Regions from separate parts of the Mus musculus genome. Here region 2 is linked to region 1. The links are chromatin contacts, called in public Hi-C maps. All regions are on one chromosome and are shown on one strand. The core of a region is the stretch at or near the end of the contact, and the rest is flanking DNA. Distances in the headings are between cores, read along the strand shown.

Region 1 (7,049 bases), core at 478-2,977:
AAGTCACATTATTTTTCATCCATTCACTTTTAGTCTCTCTAGGTTTTTATATTTAAAACATGCATTTTATAAAGAGTGTAGTGTATGCTTCTTCCATCCCTTGTGATACATTTTATTTTTTAATTCACGTATTAATCTATGCACATTTAGTGTAACGGGTACAATTTCTCATCTTAATACATGCATTTTTCTATTTTAAATGCTTATTTGCTTATTTTTATTATTCCTTGTTTTTTTGTTAATAAACATCTTTATTATTTGTAACTTTCCTTCATTATTCACTTTTAAATATTCTTTCAGTGGTTACCATAGAGACTTACAATATGGTCTTATGACTAAGAGAAATTTGGAGTATTAGCAGCTTTTTGAAAATTCAACGACCTTAGAATATGCTATCATGATAGAACATGCAGCCTTTCTTCTTTCCTGCCACTGATATCATAACTGCAGTTGTACAAATACTTTAAATTCTCCATGTTTGTGATACATGCCTGTCTGTCACATTTCCCAACATACCTCTACTATACCCTCCTTGTCATCCAGTTCTGACATCCCTCTTCCTAAGTATCTTAGACTTCAACTTGTCAAGGAAACTCCTCTGTGGCCACAGATGGTGCTGTGCCCACATTATCTGCTGGACCATTGCTGTGTTGCACTGGCCTCTTTAGGTCCTCACCTCCTCACTGACCACTCTAAATACTAAGATATCCAGAGGCCTGAAACTGGAGATTATTTATATTTTAATGTCTTCTTATTGAATTCAATGCCTGACACTTTGCAAGCACATGTTTAATGGGTAAGTGACACGACAAAGGTTACACCCCCCACCCCTGTCCATTGAATACCCTCTGTGGTATTTTCTAAGTTCTTCTTTGGATCAGTCAAGCATTGACTGAATCTTAGGTCTCTTAGTAATGAGGGGAGCACCTGTGTCACTCTCATTGTACAGATGAATACATTAATGTTCAGAGATTTTATGTTTCTCAAAATCATAAAGCCAGAAAATGGCAAGGCTGAGGTACAGCGTCTAGGCTGACTCTGGAACACAAAGGCTTACCACAAATGCACAGACTAATGGACTTCTTAACATCTGTTGGACCCATTTCCTTCCCACTTTCCATCAATTACCATCTAGAGTTGAACACTGATGACAATGTCATTCCCAGTAGAAGACTTTCTGGATGATGGTCACCCACAGTAAATGCTTATAAATAATCTAGAAAGTAAGTGAAGATACAATTGTTATCATACATAGATCTAGCAAACAAGTACCTGAGTTATTAATATTCCTGAGGTAGGATGAGATTGGAATGGGCTAGATACTCGAACAATATGAAATTCAAATTCTCCTAAAGATCTAGGTGTGAATTAGACTCTTGGAAACAGATTTGAGCTGTTGCAGGCTATTTGTATAGATGGCTTTAAGTATATTCGTTGTGCCTGCTCATTGAACACAATCATGCATATTCTATAGGCACAAGAAAATGCCAGTGTGTTAAGCATGGTGGCCTCCCTTTTCTAAAAAGATAATAAGGATCAAAGCATTATGCACAAGTTCACTGTGACCTGAGGGAGTTAAAGAATCTTCTAGGAGAGATTGACTTCTGAAGAGCGTGCCAAGTAGCACCCCAGAGGCTGCTGAACACCAGGGCACCATTTCCTTCCTCTCAGAAGCCTCTTCTGTGCTGTGCCAAAACTCACATCACTGTAGAATGCGGACGTGACATGCCCGATCCTGAGAGGCAGACACTGTTCTAGGGTAACCTTTTGGAGGCAGCTTCATCTTGCTGCCTGGGAACATGTTTCTTGGCTGTTGCCAAGAACATGGGGAGGAAGTAGGAGGAGCTGTTGGATACCACACGTTGTCTTCATAGTATATTACTTCAATGTCCAATTCTTTTCAGTTTCAGCAGCAGCCTGCCTGGAGTTTCACATTTCAGGTAGTGACTGATGGGACAGGTGGGACTTGCTGCTTCTGGTAAGGAGAGAGGGGTTTATATACTATAGCTGCTATGCAAATTTGCTATGCAAATCTAAAATGCCATTATATCATACATTACATATACTATGATGGGAATAGTAAACGTTGAGTTGCAAAGAAATCATGCATAGCAGCAGGAACAAAACCTAAGATGAAATCGGTTGTGAAAATTGGCTCCCTTAATTTAATTGGAGTTAAGAGAATTTAGAGACCTTGCCTTAACCTAGGGAAATGGGAATGAAAATAGGTTTAGGAGATTAAAGGGAAGGCATTTGGGGATTTATTTAGTAGAAAGAATTAACTCATGGTGTTGTCTACGGTTTGTACAACAGAATGTATTTTCCAAAACACACTAATTCTGCCAGCTAATGTGATCTGAATACCCTGTTTGTACAAGTGAAGAAGTTAGGTATCTAAGCACGGGTCCGTTGTCTATTACCTCTTGTCTAGGAAAGACAGTGTGGGCGAGAAACTGAGACCCGCTCTTCTGGTTCCAAATCCTATTAATGTTTTTCCTGGAATATAGAGTCATTGTTGAAAGTCCTCAGTGTATTTGAATAGGATATGACTATTACGTCATTTCTAGCATGCTGCCTAACTTTAGACCAAAGCACTGGGAACAGAATGACATTCGTGTGGGCTTGAGGGTTTTGTACTGGGCTTGGCACTCTTGTATGGAGGAAGTCATACAAAACTATAACTAGTACCCTGACCTGTACACTGACCACAGGATCCAATATTTCCTATCACTCAGCCTTCCTCTTTCCCCCCTTGGGAGTAGAACAGATTTTGTCAACAAATGTGGTTTGGGCACCGTGCTGGGCACATGGGGAATAGAATAGAGATTTATTGCAAAGCTCTAGATCCCAGGAGCCTGCAAGTGAGACTAATAAATGCCCATGTAGGAAATCTGTGGTGCCAGTTCTCTTAGAAGGGGTGTTTCCAAGAAAGAACAGACCTAAGAAGAGAAACTGCAACAAGCCGGGGACCCTGCCAATGGGCATCAACGAGGAGCTAAGTAGACTGAAGAGGGCAGACACTTATCTCCAAGTGAAGGAACAACATTGGCCAAAGCTTATCAGACACTGGAGCAAGAGAAAAAATGGATTGTTTGACCTCTCTCTTATTAAACATGTGTACAAGTACGTGTGTGTGTGTGTGTGTGTGTGTGTGTGTGTGTGTGCCTGTCTGTCTGTCTGTCTGTCTGTCTATCTGTCTGTCTATCTGTCTGTCTGTCTGTGCATATGCATGTGGAAGCTGGAGGACAACCTTCATGGTAGTTCCTCAGTTAATTCGAATTTGTTTTGTGAGGCAAAGACTCTCATTGGCCTTGAGTTCACCAAACAGGTCAGGCTGGCTTGTTGGCAAGTACTAACAGGCATCTGCCTGTCTCTGCCTCCCCACTAGCACTGGGATTAGAAGCGTAAGCCACCCTGTCAGGCTTCCCCCTCTTTCTTTCATGTGAGTTCTAGGGAAGGAAACTCAGGTACTTAGTCTTGGTTGGTAGATAAGCACATTACTGTCACCCCAGCCCCTAAACAGTTCTTTCACTGGAAGGATTCCTTAAAAAAACCAGACAACTCAAAAGCAGGAACAATGGGAAGAGGTTTTTATCTTTGATGATCCTCCTGCAAATGCTACCTACCCTTGCTCGATATGCCCTTACTGTTGACAAGGATGCTTTTGGAGAGGTGGACCACTCATACTTAGTATATGTGATTCTGAGGGAAGAGAAAGTTGTGGGCAGATAGAAAAGAAGGGTGCAGAGGCGGTAGGTTTCTATCAAACATATTGCCCCATGGGAAGAAGCAGTCCCCAAGATACATGCTCTCCCTGGTCTTTGGAGTCTGGATTCTGTCATTGACCTTCCTCTGGGAGATTTCCCATTTTCTTTCCTCTTCCTTGCTCACTACATACTTTTTCTGCTTATGGAATATCTGGTATTTTTAGCCCAAGCAGTTGCTGTGGCAACCACTAGAGCTGAACATTTTGTTTCCCAAGAACAAATGCTTGCTTAAATATAAAAGCGTTTTTCTGTTGTTCAAAAGAACTGAATTTTCTAGCATGTAATTCAGCGCATGTGAGTGAAATTGACATTTCTCTCCTTGTATGGACTCCCAACCATGGCCATATTCTCCAAGGTTGGGGGAGATAGGATTAATCTTTACACCAGATATTGTGATATTTTTCAAAAAGGAGAATAAGAAATGATTTTATTCTGTTTAATTTGCTCCAATATTTTGGAAGATCTCAACAAGGAGTATTCCAGAGAAGGAGATGGGGGTTGCTGCCTCTTCCTCCGTAAGTGAGGAAGTGAATTCACAGACAACGACAACCTTATCTGGTCCTTCAATAAAGAGATGCCATCTTTCTTGTGTCCAGCTCACCCGCAGACAGTGCTAGTGCTGAAGAAAACAACTTTCTGTTGAATATTTTGACCTTTCTCTACTTTCTAGAAAATTTCTTGACCATGTCTGAGTATTCTTTTGATTTTTTTTTTTATCCCAAGAACACTGCATGCACACATTATAGACTGTAGACTGCAAACATCTCTCTATTTTGGTATCCAAGACTCTAGAGCTTATTCTAGCATCTAGGTTTTTTCCCAAGTACATTGGAGTGTAAGAAACGACCTCCCACACATTTAAATGAGAAATTCTTAACACTGGCTGTGTGAACTCGGGTGAAAAAAAATTCACAATGTTATTTTTGCTAATCTCAAATGAAGATTCATTATTATCCTTCTCTATAAATACAGATAACAAAATTCTGATGGTCACTTTGTAACTACTCTGAGCCTTATTCCATTACCATTGTAAGAGTTATTTAAAATGTTTGTGCCTTTTTATCATTATGTTGAAACTATGGGAATCATCAGGTATATAGAAAATACACAGACAGACATACACAGAATCATACTTACAGACACATAGACACATGCACACATAGACAGACAGACACACACAGAAACATACTTACAGACACACACAAACATAGACACACACACACACAAACATATATACACACACATGCACACACACAGATACACACACATACACAAAAACTCCTAAGCAGTTGTTTTTATGTTGGAAATTACACTTGAATATAATTGTCTTCTATTATAATATTTTATTTTATATACTTAATTTTTTTTTTGAGAAAAAGGGGTTTTCAAGACTATCAAAAGGGGTCATGTCACACCAAACACTTCCTAAAGTCTCGCCTGTTTTCTTGCAGTGACATGCTGCCATTTCTGTATCACTGGCAAGCTCAGGCTTAAGGAATCAGTTCACTGAAGTTTGAATCATGCTCTTCTGTAGCATTACCTGGATCTTGTTGAAAGGAGATGTGGTTTGGATGAGGTATCTCCCATAGGTCTTGTACATATGAATATTTGGTCTCCAGGTGCTGACCCTATTTAGGTAGGTATGGGTTTGCTAGTGGAAGTATGGTCACAGAGGGGGCAGTTTTGAGAGCTTAAAGACTTGAACATTCTGAATTTTCTCTCCCTGCTTCTTCTTTGGTTTGTGGGATGTAACTCCTCGTCTCTTAGCTTCCTGTTTTAATCACTATGCCGGTCTACTACCACACTACCTGGCTATGATGATAGTGGACCCATCCCTGTGGATCTAATGACAATAATTTAATATAAGCTGCTTTGGTCATAGTGTTTGATCTCAGCAATAGAAAACTAATTACTACACTACACCATGAACTACACCATGAAGCTTGCCTTCTTTAGCTGGAAAGATCAAGACTTTTTTTTTCCTGAATAACCTGTTGGTAAAAATTCCCTATCACCCCAGTCCTGCTCTATACTCTATTCATGGTCTCTGAAAGCCAAGAATGTCATTGACATTCAGAGAAAATGCAGAGGAAGAAATGGCATCAGGGTATTATCAAAACTCTGAGGTCAAATGGGAGTATTTGAAGCAGGAAAAGACTTAATAGGGAAGTTACAATATAGGCTCAGAAAGAGGCGAGGGCAAGCTACCAGTGGTTGTCCAGAAATCAGGAAATTTAAAGAGCTGCAGGACAACATCACTGACCTCCTTGGCTGCTGCTGCAGCAGATGGCACAATTCACTGATGGGCACCTGGAAGCCACTGACCAACGTCACACTACCCACTGACTAGGCCCACCCTGTTCACACCATGGCCCATTGCTGCTGCAGGAGCTGTAATCCTTTTGTTTCTCTCCTGCTTTTTCAGCCCCCAGTTTTTATGGTTGGGGTCTAACTCTGAACCGTGCTGGTTGGGATTCTAAGAAATGTAGCTTGCAGGTTGCTGGCCTCAGGGAAACAGGTACAGTAAAGTGGCTGGGCATTGTCTTATTAAGGGCTTCCCATTACTGTGAGAAAAAGACCAAGACCAAAAGCAAGTTGGGGAGGAAAGTTTTTCCTTTTGTTTGTTTTGGTTTGGTTTTCATAAGCTCTCGTATCATACTTTGTCACTGACAGAAATCAGGGCAGGAACTATCTGCAGTAACAGAAGCAGAATCCTTGGGGAAGTGCCTCCTAGCCTGCCTTCTTATATATCCCAGGGCCAACTGCCCAGGGGTGACAGTGCCCACAAAGGACTGGGTCCTCCCACAGAAATCATCAATCAATAAAATTCTCCACAAATTTGCTCACAGGTCAATGTGGTGGTGGCATTATTGCAACTGATGTTCTCTCTCCTCAAATGTCATAAACTAACCAGGACACATAGATCAGGAGAGGAGCATTAGGCCAACATACAAGAGTGGTAGATAGATCTTTAAGGGGAAACTTGCAATTCGCTGTATCCGAATACAAATAACCTTGGCTTGTATCTTGAGAAAATCACCCATGTCTCCTCTGAAGTGTAACTTCTACACTTACACAGAGTTAGGTTTTTAAATGGACTGTGGTCCAATTTACATAGAGTATGGCCTCTTCAGTTCTGAATCTCAATACATTTGAGGATGTGATTTCTTGGAATTCAGCCGCTGGAAGTGAAGATTGAGTCTCTTCATAAGTGTTGACAAAGGAGTGCAGCGTCCTTGGGAAGTAGAGCTTGTTGGACAATGGGCTGAGGCATTCTAGGAG
Region 2 (6,179 bases), core at 1,199-3,698, 410 kb after region 1:
TAGTTTCAGCGCCCCTTCGCCGTGTAACCTAAGACATTCACAATCTGGACATCAGGGGTTGGAGATTTAGCTCAGTGGCAGAGGGCTTGCCTAACTAGTCCTTAGCTCCTGGGATGTAGGGAGGGGACATTCTGGACATCAAAACATGGCAGACATCTTTGGAAAGCCATTGTTTGGAAGGGGGAAAAATGAAGGCCTGTCTCCAATTAGAAAAAAAAGTGAGTAAGAGCTACACAGCTTCCCACAAGTCCTAAAAATAGCTCTGAATCATCTCACGCTCAACAAGAGTAAGGTGATATGTCATCAGTTAACACCTGACAGAAACAAGACAAAGTCCCCAGAGACAATCTTTGTCTCTTCCAGAGTTTGTATATAGAATACCCACCGTTCAAAGATAGCTAGGCACATACAAGATCATATGACACTTGGTGTTTTTTCCACTTCGCCCACTAGGACATAAACCCCCTGAAAAGAGTCATCTTTATCATAGTTCATGAAATTATTATTAAGGAAATTACTCTAATGTTCTTCTTGATGCATTCCACTACAGAAAACAGCCCCAGTGAGCCAGCACTGAGCAGCCCCCATGGGCTTCAGAAATGACAGCAAAGTCTTACAAGTTCTCCATCACTCTCAATAAGCCCACAGCTCAACAAGGACCACATCACGAGAAGTAATCACATTAGTAACAACAAACAGACAAGAAAAGCAGGCTGGAATTACCACCTGAAACTTACAAATCATAGGTGTTGGCAGATGGCAGGCCTGTGACAGAAGATGGAGCCACATACTGAACTTTCACCTGGCTCCCATAGTCACAGCTATGGGAATTTCAAACCCTGTCTCTTACAGTGTGTGTGTGTGTGTGTGTGTGTGTGTGTGTGTGTGTTCATATGCATGAGTTCTTGTGTATGTGCATATGGAGACCAGAGGTGGGGACATCAGGCTCTTTCTCAATCACTCTGCACTTGGTGTTTTGAGACAGTCATTCACTGAACCTGAAACATGGCCATTTAGCTAGCCTAGTTAGCCAGAGAGTCCCAGAGATTCTGTCTCCCTAACACTGGGGTCACAGGCACACTGCAGGCTCCAGCTTTTACATGGATGCTGGGATCAGAACTCAGGTCTTATCCTTGCATAGCAAGTGCTTTACCAACTGAGCCATCTCCTCAGCCACTGCTAAATGAGTTTTAAAGGGCATCAGTGAACCAAAAAAAGGCACATGCCTGGGGATAGTTTGTTTGGGCTTTGGGTATGGTCTCTTCCAGTTTCCATTGCAAACTGATCTTCCTTCTTGGGGAGACTGTTGGGGTCAAGGGTGCACACCTACTATACTGCTAAGAGGACAGATGAAAGGCAAGCCCTTCACCTCTCCTGGAACATGGGGTCAGGGAGACAGACTCTGTAACTGTTTTAGTTCAAAGACCTAGGCATTTCAAAGCACTGGACTCTGAGATAGTCTTTTTGGAGCCTTCTAAAGGGGTCAGATCCAGGCCTGCTGTATGCCCATGAGAAGGCCGTGCACTCCTGAGAGCCCGCACAGGGTCACATTAGGATCAAGGGAAAACCCTCTGTCATTTTCTCTGCCAACGGAAAACACTATTTTTTCCTAATTTGTTTAAAGCCTTAGTGTATGCTAATATCTGCAACAGACCAGGTACATTTTAAGAATTGTTCCAAATGGGGAAAAAAAATAGCTTCCATGAGTTTGAGTACCTATCATGTGCTAAGCACACTGCATGCATCGGGTCAGTATTTCCTTAAAGTTCTGTGGAGCGGACTTCAAATTTTGAAAAGCCCCTCAAGTTCGGACATGGCAGTTAGCTGGGCCAAGATCTCACAGCCAGAAGGATGCGGAGCTTCCTATCCATGTGGTGGGACAGTCTGTGGTGCCAATGCATGCCTCTCATGTATAAAAATCATAAACTCGACCTTTTCTGCATCTAGAGACTAGGGAGTGCACACTCATTTAAGGGGAATAGATGAGAAGCCCTATGATGTGAGGATGAATTTCCGGGGTCTCCACTGCACTGGCTTCTCATGATTTTCAGCTCTGTAATAGTTCCAGAGCAATTGGCTCTAGAGCAGGACTCCAGGATAATACACAACATGGCTCAACAGGAAACTTCCTGAGAAACGGTGGAAATGAAGAACTCTGTTAGAAGATGAACCCACGCTTCCCTTTTTCATTAACTGATTCTATGAAGGAAATCTGGTCCCCTACATGTCCTTCAGGTCCTTCCAGCATCATCCACCCTCCCCCGCCCCCGGCTGTCTTCACCCACACACGCCTAGTACCGGGTAGTAACGCCTTTGATTACCATGCTTTTTATGGGATAGTGAGATTCATTTTTAGCTCTTCCTCATTAAAGGAGAGAGCCTTGAAATCAGCACATACACTCACCGCCCCGGATCAGGTGAAGTTACCAGGGCAACGGCAGCCGCCTCTGACGTCACTGAGGGAGGACACCTCCGCAAGGAAGCTGCTGCCTTCACCAACACAGCCCCCACCCCGCCCCTGCTCAGCTCCTCCCCTGGCTTTCAGGTTTTTTGATTCCCTGAGTTGCTGAGCTCCCTGTGAGCGGTCTTCCCACCCCCACCCTTCTCACCCAAAGGCGGAAGAGAGGGCGCAGTCTTTATTACACTTACCTTGGAGTCCTGGCCACCCTCTGGCCAAAATCATCTGCGACCTCTTAAGAGGGAAGTGAGGAAGGAGTCCTGAATGTCTCTGTGCCCATTTATCTGCGACTTTGCTTTGGGATTCCAAGAAAGAGGAAAGGAAGGGACACTAAGGGATAGCTTATGCTCACCCCCAAAGCACCAATGGGCAAATTTAACCAAAGATAAATGAAATCCTCTTCTCGCCCATTCCCACCTTATGCTTAACATAATGTCTAAACACAGTCTTGCTCCAGTCACATGCCACAAAACAGACACCTCAGTCACCAATGAGCAAAATATAACCGGTGGCTCCTAATGACATTGTAGCCATGTTAACGCCAGTGCTCTTGGTTTTCCACACAACTACAAAGCAACCTAAGAATGTGTTTCTCATAAGAACCTCCCCCCTTGTCCAATGTCGCATGACAAGAACACACACAAGGTATTTATTGGGAAAGACAGAGGGCAGCTGCCTCTGCCTCGGTGAGAAACATCAGGGAACCGAGTGAGAGGCAGGCTTTTTTTTTGGGCGGGGGGGGGGGGGGGGTTGTCCCAGGGACGGGTAGGTTTTCAAACCCGGAAGTGAGTTGGATTTTCTTTTAAAAAAAAAAAAAAAGTAATACTGACGTGGTTCTCTTCTCAGACCCTGTGGAAGACGAGAAAAACAAGAGATTTAGGTTCCAAAAGTAGCTTAATGGGTGTTCCTATCTATCATATGAACCAGTTTTAGAGGAGGCGATCTCTCAGCTAAACCCATTACCTACATTCCATCTCTAGAAAGTAGGAAGAGAACCACAATCTCCCAGAGACCTAAGGACCTAGCCCTAGAAGTCTACAGCACCTACAAATAGCACCACCCCAGGTACCATGCCTTTAATGCGTGGACCTTTAAGGGAAAGGACCCATATTCAAACCACAGTTCCTAGCACCTACCCCCATATGGCTGGTCTCTACAAAAGGACTCAGAACTGAGTGGTTCCTTTACAGACCAGAATGAGGCTATCTCTGTCCTTTCTCCCCCCTTCTCTTTCCTATGATGGCAGAAGTGAAAGCAGGAGTTTTAGGTTCCTGTGTCACTGTGTTGAACGTGGTCCTTCACTGTTTTGTGAACCAAACTAAACATCATTTGTGCTGGGGAGCTGGAATGTCACTTCTCTGTTATAGCAGGGGGCATTAACCCAGACAGCCTTATAGCCAACAAGGATAGGCCAATGAGACTATGTATGCCATTGAGGACTTTGGGTTCTTAAGGACAGCACACCTGGGTCCAAATCTGAACACAAAACTTGCTCAAACTAGAGCAAAATAATAAGACACAGTAAAGCGTGTCAGGCCAGGCGTGGTGGCACATGCCTTTAATCCCAGCACTTGGGATCTCTGAGTTCAAGGCCAGCCTGGTCTACAGAGCGAGTTCCAGGACAGCCAGGGCTACACAGAGAAACCCTGTCACAACTGGGATTGGATGGAGAGGTGGCCTAGTGGTTAAGAGCATGTACTGCTCTTGTGGATAGCCTGAGCTTGGTTCCCAGCACACATGCTGGGCAGCTCCCAACTACCTGGAACTACAACTCCAGGGGGTTGCACACCCTCTTCTGGACTCCATAGGTATCTGCACTCAAACATTCACATACCTACACAGACAATTACACGCATAATTTAAAATAAAATGCATCTTAAAAGAAATGTACTAGTGGTGTTGGTGCTGTCTTTCCTCCAGACGACCACAGCAGGTTGGTATGAGGAAAGCAGGTTACACTTCAGCTTCTCCCTTGATCTTGTGCCATTGAATGTGGGAATGCTGGCCATGGGCTAACACTAGCTTCTGCTCAAAGGGCATATTAGACATGACTTGTCAGTGTGGGAAAACTCCCTGAGAAATTGATTTTTGGGAAATAAGATTTATTTTGGCCCACAGCATTTGACATTGCAGTGCATGGCTATGTTTCTGGGCCTGTGGTAAGTGCATCATGTCAGAGGGATGTAGAGTTGGAAAGCTGCCCCCCCCCCCCGGACAGCTGTGAAACAGAGAAGTCTGGGAAGGAAGGATCTGAGAATAAGATGTCCTTTCCTCCAGCTAGACCCCATCTCCTTTTAATTCACTTAGCCATTAACTCACCAGTGGCTTACCCTATTGATAACCTAGTACCCTCGTGACCCAGCTACACCGTTACAGCTGGGACCTAAGCCTTCAAGCTAACCCCAAGACTGGAACTTCAAAAAGGCTAAACCAAAAATCTGAGACCCAGATACTGGAGAGATGGCTCTCACAGAGGGTCAGAGTTTGACTTCTAGCACCCAGGTTGGATGGCTCATACCCACCTGTAGGTACAGCTTCTGGGAAGCCAACACCCATCATGTGGATAGACTCTGAGGTACCTTCACTCAAACATGCACATAACCCACACACACACATACACAAATATATATATAATTTTAAATCTTAAGGGACTCTTTCTAAAGCTGAAAGAAAACCACACTGCCCCTCTCCTCATTTCCCAGCCCAATGCTCTTCAACTCAAACTTTCCTCCACACTCAGCTAAATTAGTTCCGACCGCCTATCAGGGAAAACCAGACTGCTTGCTTGCTTTTAAAGTTTTTAAATTTATTATTCTTCTACAGCTTCATACATAAATTTCCACACACACTTCTCTTCTTCATCCCTCTTCCACCACTGCCATTCTTTCTTCTTCCGAAGAAGCCCCTCTCCGGTTGTTATGTCCTTTTCATGTGTGTTTGTTTTGGATTTTTGAGACCCACTGACTTTAATTAGCGTTGCCTTCTTGAGCCTGGCTGGGGGATGCGGGGGGGGGGGGGGCCGGGGGGGCGGGGTTATTTACTGGAGCACAGGCAATTGAAGAAAGGTTAGAGCACTAAAGAAAAGACTCTCCTAGCAACACTGTCAATGCCTCCTCAGAGAGGGGTGGGGCCTCGTGAATGTGGACCAGCCTGGTTCTGTGCAGGTTTTGTGTAAGTAGCACACTGCAAGCCATGTGGCTTGGACCCCAGAGCCCTGACAGGGTGGCGAGTGGCTGAAGAAAGGACAAACACACAGACACACAGGAAATCTGGGATCAGGTGGAGGTCTGCGACCTTCCACAGAGGGCACCTACTGCCACAGAAACCTCTAGGTGCAGCACATAGATGTGCAGTCTCAGGCTGTAAACAGCAGAGAGGAGGAAGCTGCTGTTGCTGGCTTTGCACACACTGGTCACTCCTCTATAAACGCCTGTACTCAGACCCCAGAGGAAAGCTTTGCCCTGCCTTTGAGCCTCACCCAGGTAAGCTTTGCCTCTCCTGTGGGGTGGAGGCACTGGATTCCACAGCGTGGCCAGTCACTCAACATAATCACTCAGAATTTTACTCGCTTGGGACTTCTCCACTCCCTCCAGTAATGAACAATGGCCAGCAGTGTCAAGTCTTTAAAAAATGGCATTTCATGGTACTCCCAACTCTTCAATTCTTGAATTCCTGCTAGCCCCTCTTCTATGACGCTCCCTGCTTGGAAGGGAGCCGTACA

The links. A called contact is a pair of places that touch in the nucleus more often than the background predicts.
Region 2: a contact with region 1 is called in a Hi-C map of cortical neurons, with 2.4 times the contacts expected there. The contact joins the promoter of 4930568G15Rik here to the enhancer-like site in region 1. A contact is called at or near these places in 1 of 39 promoter capture datasets (the SN4741 cell line) and 2 of 484 Hi-C or Micro-C datasets (cerebral cortex and cortical neurons).

Annotation. Positions count from the first base shown.
Region 1 is chr1:164,680,049-164,687,097 of GRCm38.p6, forward strand. No RefSeq gene overlaps it. Among named protein-coding and RNA genes, the nearest start is that of Dpt, 110 kb to the right of the region's middle. Within about 2 kb of position 1,728, at least 25 of the 459 cell types and tissues checked have an H3K27ac peak or open chromatin away from gene starts, as enhancers often do. A contact at or near this core is called in cerebral cortex and cortical neurons, where this site is marked.
Region 2 is chr1:165,089,482-165,095,660 of GRCm38.p6, forward strand. 4930568G15Rik (RIKEN cDNA 4930568G15 gene) reads right to left here and starts at 2,449. Exons shown (of 5, transcript NR_040480.1): 1 at 2,405-2,449.